Regions from separate parts of the Mus musculus genome. Here region 1 is linked to region 2. The links are chromatin contacts, called in public HiChIP or PLAC-seq maps. All regions are on one chromosome and are shown on one strand. The core of a region is the stretch at or near the end of the contact, and the rest is flanking DNA. Distances in the headings are between cores, read along the strand shown. Region 1 holds the start of Cd300ld (CD300 molecule like family member d). Region 2 has its middle 17 kb from the start of Cd300lb.

Evidence for each region. HiChIP or PLAC-seq counts read pairs in DNA pulled down with a chosen protein or histone mark.
Region 1: a contact with region 2 is called in an H3K27ac HiChIP or PLAC-seq map of the HPC-7 cell line, with 6 times the contacts expected there. The contact joins the promoter of Cd300ld here to the enhancer-like site in region 2. A contact is called at or near these places in 7 of 39 promoter capture datasets (the 3T3-L1 cell line, the C10 cell line, the HPC-7 cell line and 3 more), 12 of 484 Hi-C or Micro-C datasets (the BV-2 cell line, the HPC-5 cell line, bone marrow-derived macrophages and 6 more), 5 of 115 datasets of contacts at active chromatin or transcription factors (the HPC-7 cell line, bone marrow-derived dendritic cells, bone marrow-derived macrophages and 2 more) and 3 of 9 other capture datasets (adipose tissue, bone marrow-derived macrophages and pancreatic islet).

What each region holds. Positions count from the first base shown.
Region 1 is chr11:114,988,468-114,991,728 of GRCm38.p6, forward strand. Cd300ld (CD300 molecule like family member d) reads right to left here and starts at 1,419. Exons shown (of 4, transcript NM_145437.2): 1 at 1,304-1,419. The coding sequence starts at 1,343.
Region 2 is chr11:114,916,004-114,919,360 of GRCm38.p6, forward strand. No RefSeq gene overlaps it. Among named protein-coding and RNA genes, the nearest start is that of Cd300lb, 17 kb to the right of the region's middle. Within about 2 kb of position 1,323, at least 46 of the 459 cell types and tissues checked have an H3K27ac peak or open chromatin away from gene starts, as enhancers often do. A contact at or near this core is called in the BV-2 cell line, the HPC-5 cell line, the HPC-7 cell line and 5 more, where this site is marked.

The sequences.
Region 1 (3,261 bases), core at 169-2,668, 73 kb after region 2:
GTATAAAGAAAGTTCTTCAGGGTATTGGCTTCAACAACAAAACATTTCCTAATGCCACAAGTTAGAAAACAAAAAATTGCTGAATGTAATTATTTTAAACTTAAAGGACACAACCAACAGCATGGAGAGACAGCCTGCAGTGTGGGAATCTTTGCAGACTATGGGTCTGCCTGGTAGAAAGCCAGGTGAGGTGGGGGTGTCTGTAACCCGAAAGACAGGAGGATCCTGGAGATCACAGGCCAGATAGACTGAATCTGTGAGCTCAGGAGCAGCGGGAGACCATGTCTGAATAAACAAGGTGGAGAGTGTTAGAGAAAGGGATCCAGTGTCAATCTCCACATGTATGTGTGCACCCATGTGTGCACCTGAGAGCACATGCACATGTGTGTACACACACAGAGAGACATACACACAAACATTTTCACACATATATCACAGAGACACATTTTTTCTCAAAAGAACAAAAGTTAACCTCAAAGGAGTAGAAAATAGAAAAGAGGTTATCAGCCTGGGAAGGGTATTAGGGAAGACAGGAGAGTGCTTGCAATTAGAGATAGAGTTTGTAGGACACAGGGGTATCTATTATTTGATGAGAATGACAACTTTTAGTGTTGTATGAGAGAGATGAAAATATGTCTGACAACAGAATATTTCAAAATACCTCATACACAAGATTACAAAGAAATGACAAATGACTGATGAAAGCCCAGCTACCCTGATCTGATCACTACATCTTGTACAAACTTGTGAAAAAGCCACATTGTACTCCATCAGGTTTTCTCAAAATGTGGGCCAGGCTGGCCTTGAACCAACAGAGGTCCACCCACCTCTGCTTTCTGAGTGCTGGCATTAAAGGTAATCACCACCACACCCAGCCCCTGTAAGTATTCATTACTGTGTCAACTAAAGCTCACAGCAGAACGGGAGATGGAGCTGCATCTAGAAACCCCAGCACTCAGAGGGTGGAGTCCGGAGGATCACAAGTTCAGGGGCATCCTAGGCTGCATGTGCCAAACATGAAACCCAAAATACATTTTGTGAGAATTAGTTCATCCACTCACTCATCGGCTTTCGTGGAGCAGCTAGGGTTGGAAGGTTTGTTTTTGGCTTTTATTTTTATTTTTTATTTTGAAATTTGTTTTTCTGCAGTACACATAGAATCCACAAGATGTCAAAAAACTTGCCTTTTCTTTTAGGGGTAAGCAGCTGGTGAATAGATCAGCCAGGTTTCTCTAACACAGAACAGACCGTCTTGGTCGCCCTCACCACTGACATGGAAGTGTCTAAAGCCCTTGCTACTTACCTGGGAGGAAGAATAGGAGTAGAGCAGAGAACTGCCACATGGTCGTCTCCTCTCATGTCCTTGTTGACGACAGATGTCAGGACCCTGTGAGGACTCGCAGCTCAGCTTGAGTTGCCTTTAGGTCTCTCTTGTTCACTTCTCTCAGTAACTTCCTTGACAAAATTTCTCAATTTTGCATACAGGAAGAAGATGATGTCAATCTTTGAGACAACCAAGTCACTGGAAAAGAGTGACAGCCGGGTGAACAGGGAACTTCCTCTAATGAGTAGATGCAATGGGACACATGAACTTGAAAGACAGATGGGAATCAGGAGGAGAGATGCAGACACACAGATCAGCAGAGACAGACACAAAGGATGGGATACAGCAAAGCCCTCACCTAGGAAGTAACTGAGTTGCAGGGGATCATGGGAGAGGAGAACAACCAAAGGCATAGTGGCTGTAGTAGCAAGAGTGTACAAGGCAGCCCAGGCTAAGCCCGTGGCAGTAGCCTAGGCTAAGCCCTGGGTGGCAGAGGGCATTTCTGAAGGCTCAGCCTGGGGCAGCAGGAATTCATCTAGCTATGGACGTCTCAGCACGGATTTCTGTGGCCAGGGGCATCTGCCACAATGGCTACTATTGACACAGGCATTGACTCAAAGAACAAGGGAGACTGTGGGTTTTAAGGAAAGTCTCATGGAGCCAAAGCTGGCCTTGAGCTTCTCATTTTCCTTTTTCCAACATTAAAGTGCTAGCGTTACGGACATTCCCCACCATGCTCTTTTATGAGACTCTGAAGCCTGAAACCAAGGTTTCACGAATGCACTCTACCCACTGCCCTGAATCCACAAGCCCTGGTTCTGTTTCTGTAAGACAGAGTTTTGCTGTGCAGCCCAAGCTGGCTTCAAGCTCTCTTCCTCCAGTAAGCCTCCCATATTGTGGGAATCTGCAGTTGGTTTAAATCCAGAGGACCAATTTCAAGTGTAGATATGTAGATATAGGTACATGTATCCCTGGTATCAAATTATTATGGGAGGAATTTTACAAACACATACATATGCACATACACACACACATTCACACAGGAGAATCTACACACACATGAATGTACACACTAATGCACACACAGATGCACATACACACATGAACACATGCCCATGCACACACATACCACATATACACAACACAGATATATACACAGACCACACACATATACCACATATACATAATCCAGCACACATACATACACACAGATCACACACATATGCACACAAACAGCACAAACACACATATACCATATACACTCACACACCACACACACCATACAAATACACACCACACACATATACACACAAATACACATACACACACATAACCCACCACACACACAACCTACCTCACACATGCATATATACACACACATATAACCCACCTCACCCTCACATACACACATGCACCACAAAAATACACACATACATTACCTAACACACACAATCCGTCACAAACACACACACACCCCACCTCAGCTACCAACACAAAACGTCATTTAATAATATTTTCCTTTTTTGTGTGGACTGAGATCAAAACCAGGGTTTAATGCACTGTAGACAAGCATGCTACCATTGAGCCACATCTCCAGATGTATTCATTCTGTATTAGGCTGAAACACATAATGAAATAAATATTAGGAGTTAGAGAGGTGGCTTATGGGTAAGAGCCACCTCTGATCATCACAGACAACTGCATCCACGTGCGTATACACACACACAGTCATACACACATATAGATAATTAAACATAAAGTCAGGGACTGGAGAGACAGCTCAGTGACAGAGTGCATACTGCTCTGTCAGAGGACCCAAGTGTGGTTCCAAACCCACGAGTGATGGCTCACAACCACCTGTGACTTGAGCTCTGGATGATCCATCGCCCTATTCTGTTACCCAGGGGCACTTCACATACAAGTGCATGTGTTTCTGT
Region 2 (3,357 bases), core at 73-2,572:
CTTTCGGAGGACCTGGGTTAATTCCCAGAACTCACATGGTGGTTCACGGCTATCTGTAACTCCAGGTTCAGGGGTCTGATACCCTATTCTGACCTACGTGGACCCCAGGCACATACATGGTACACATACATACATGCAGGCAAAATATCCATATACACAAAATAAAGACATAAAGTTAAAAAGAGTAATATCCAAGGTGGAGGTCCAGCCAAACAGCTTTGTCAAGGGGTCACACTGGGTGCCACAGCTGTACACAGGGACCTTTTGACAGGGACTTTAAGCTGTGACTGGTGGGATTTCTGTCACTTCCTTCTAACCCTATGCCAGCAGCACTCTATCTTCCTTTGGCTGATGCCACCTGAGGATACCCTGAGATTAAGATGTATCCTCCCCAGAGTCAGAGAGGGGACCCGAGTTAACACTGGAGAAATGCCTGTTCCCTGATGAATAGTTTTAAGGGATAAATTGGCAGCCAAATAATACAATATTCCTCCCTCCCTCCCTCCTTCCTTCCTTCCTTCCTCCCTTCCTTCCTTTTTTCCTTCCTTCTTTTGTTAGTTATTTAGTTATTTATTGATGGATTATTAATACATTGGCAGGAATATAGCTACTGGATTTGTCACACGCATCTGGAAAGCAGTGATCATCTAGGCTTCCTCTATGAAGAATCAGTTCCCTCATAGAACCTTTTGTTGAAGAGAGAAACATTACCTTGTCCTGGAGACTGAGCTGAGAGGCTGAGCTGAAAGGTCAAATTTCCAAGACTGCATCCCACAGAAAACTCACACTCACACACAAAAAATGCCATCTGCAAAATATCAGTTTTATGCAGGAGAGGGATGCTTTAGTGTGAACCCTGGGCTCTCATGATGGGTCCCTGTTGAGACAGGATGAGAGAGTGAGGGGCTGCTGTGCCCACACACACTAAGGGGCAATATGTGAAAGGTCCAAGAGCAGAGCAGAGTTCCAGCAAAGCTTGCTCAGAAGCCTCCTGCCCAACTGCCACACCCACAGTGAACTGGCAGAGGATTCTGCACCTGGTTGCGAGGTGCTCACACTCATCTTATCATTGGTTTGTTTAAAGGTGACCCTATGAGTCTGAACCAGGCCACAACAGTTCAAGGGAGATGTGGAAAGAGTGCCTCATGGAATGTTTTAGAAGAGACGGTTCATCTCTTCCTTGGAAGCCACTGGGGCTGAGTGTGATGACGGTGTGCTGTGTGCTTCCTGGGAACTAGGAGGAGTCAGTGTTAGCACGAAGGTAAAGATGGCGACGGCCAGAGAACAGGAAGGAACTTGCATCAGCCCACCCACAAAGGCCCCAACTAGACTGGCTTCAAGTCCTGCATAGTCAACAGTGAGAACATAGAGGAAGTGGTGGCTGCCCTGAGCCAAATGCCCGAACCAGGAGGCTCTTCAAGGAGGGGAGCTTAATGTGGTAGATTCAAAATCATCTACCTAGGAGCAAAGTAGGAACATGAACAGATGAGAAACAGTTAAAATATAACTGGGGGGCTGGAGAGATGACTCAGCGATTAAGAGTGCTACCTGCTCTTGCAGAGGACCTGGGTTCAGTTCCCAGCACATACATGGCAGCTCAGAACCATCTGTAGTTCCAGTTCCAAGGGCTAGGGTACCCACATTTTGCTTCTATAACACCAGGCATGCATGAGGCATGCATATATATATATAGACAAAACACTCAGAAACACAAAATAAAAAGTGAGTGTTAAAATATAGATGGTTTACCTTATTGCTGAAGACATCATGTGGGAAGCCGTTGCAGAGTGGCAGTTACAGAGTGGCAGTTGCAGAGTGGCAGTTGCAGAGTGGCAGTTGCAGAGTGGCAGTTGGCTACTGCTGGCCACCACACATACATAGGCAGTAAAGGTTCTTTTGCCAAGATGAGGTTTTGAGAATTAACCAAAGTTAAACAATCAGATGAGAGACAAGTTAACCAATCAGATGAGAGACAAGTTAACCAATCAGATGAGAGAGAACACCTCTCCTAGGCCTATATAAGCAGCACCAGTTCTGGGCTTGGGGTCACTTCGCCTCTGTAATCAAGCTCTCCCAATAAACGTGTGCGGAAGGGTCCTGTTGCAGCGTCGTTCTTCCTGGCCAGTCGGGCGCATGCAAGAACATCACACAATGCAATTATAGGTCACAAAAGAATAAAGCTGGAAGCTTCTCCTTAGAAGCTAATAGTGCAGGAAAGCGCTATGTACGTGATGGGGATACTTACCCAGGGGGACGATCAGTGGTCTTACCCAATATAAACTTTGAATATTACAATATCAACCTGTCAGGCAAGACGGACTCACTGATGTAAGAGCGGCATGGCTGTTTTGAGCGTACCTGGTGGGGTCTGGGAATCACCGCACAAACCACTCAGACACCAATCTTGGTCAAATAGGGATGGCTTATTGAACATCACATCCCAATACTGATCCATCAGGGATGCAGCCCAGACTCGGGAGCTGAACTGCGTCCTTGATCTGGACTGCATCCTTAAGTTAAGATCCTACAGGGCTTTTAAGTCCCAAATCTACAATCATGTGTGCCAAGTGATTCCACCAATCAGGATTTAGGGATGGTGGTTTCCTTAGAAACATGCCTTTGTTGTACATGCATCCTGATTCAGTTGGTTGGGGTATTCAGTGGTGGCAGGGAACTTGCCTTGTCTAACATTCATGTCTTAACATACCAACCAGGATGTCAGTTACCCACATACATGTCTCTTTCTGCCAAGTAGGAAGCCAGTTCCCAGGGAGGTAAACTTTACTTGACCCCTACTCAAAATGGAAGTCTTATTCCATATAGATTCTTTTATTGGTGCAGAGGTCCCTCTTATGTTGGGGGTCCATCCCAGGGACAACTTATAAAAGCAAAGACCATAAAAGCTCATAACCAGGTGCAGGAAGTGCTGCCCGGTGGTTGGTTCATGTCCAAGCTTACTGTGGCTAACTATACAAAGCAGTTCTAAGTGACTTCTGTTGTGATTGGTTTCCAAGAACACCAAAGCACAGAACCTCCTAGTGAAGAGCAGAAATAACATATGAGAAAGTTTCCTAGTAACATTAGTAACAGCACAAAGTGGTAGACCAGACAGGCAACCATTACCTAAAACTTAACCTTTCACCTAGGCCTTAACAGTAGCCAACCACTATCTGCTTGAATTTCAGGCCCACTACCTGGGAAAGAGTGACAGCCTAGTACTGTACCCTTGCTCAGAAGCACTCTGGTATTTTGCCAAACAGACACATAGTCAAACTGCTTTCTAAATATTTGTGTTTATATACAGGGACTAGTGCTGCCCTTGGCCTTGGTTGGAGAAGAAGAACCTCCTCCTGGTCC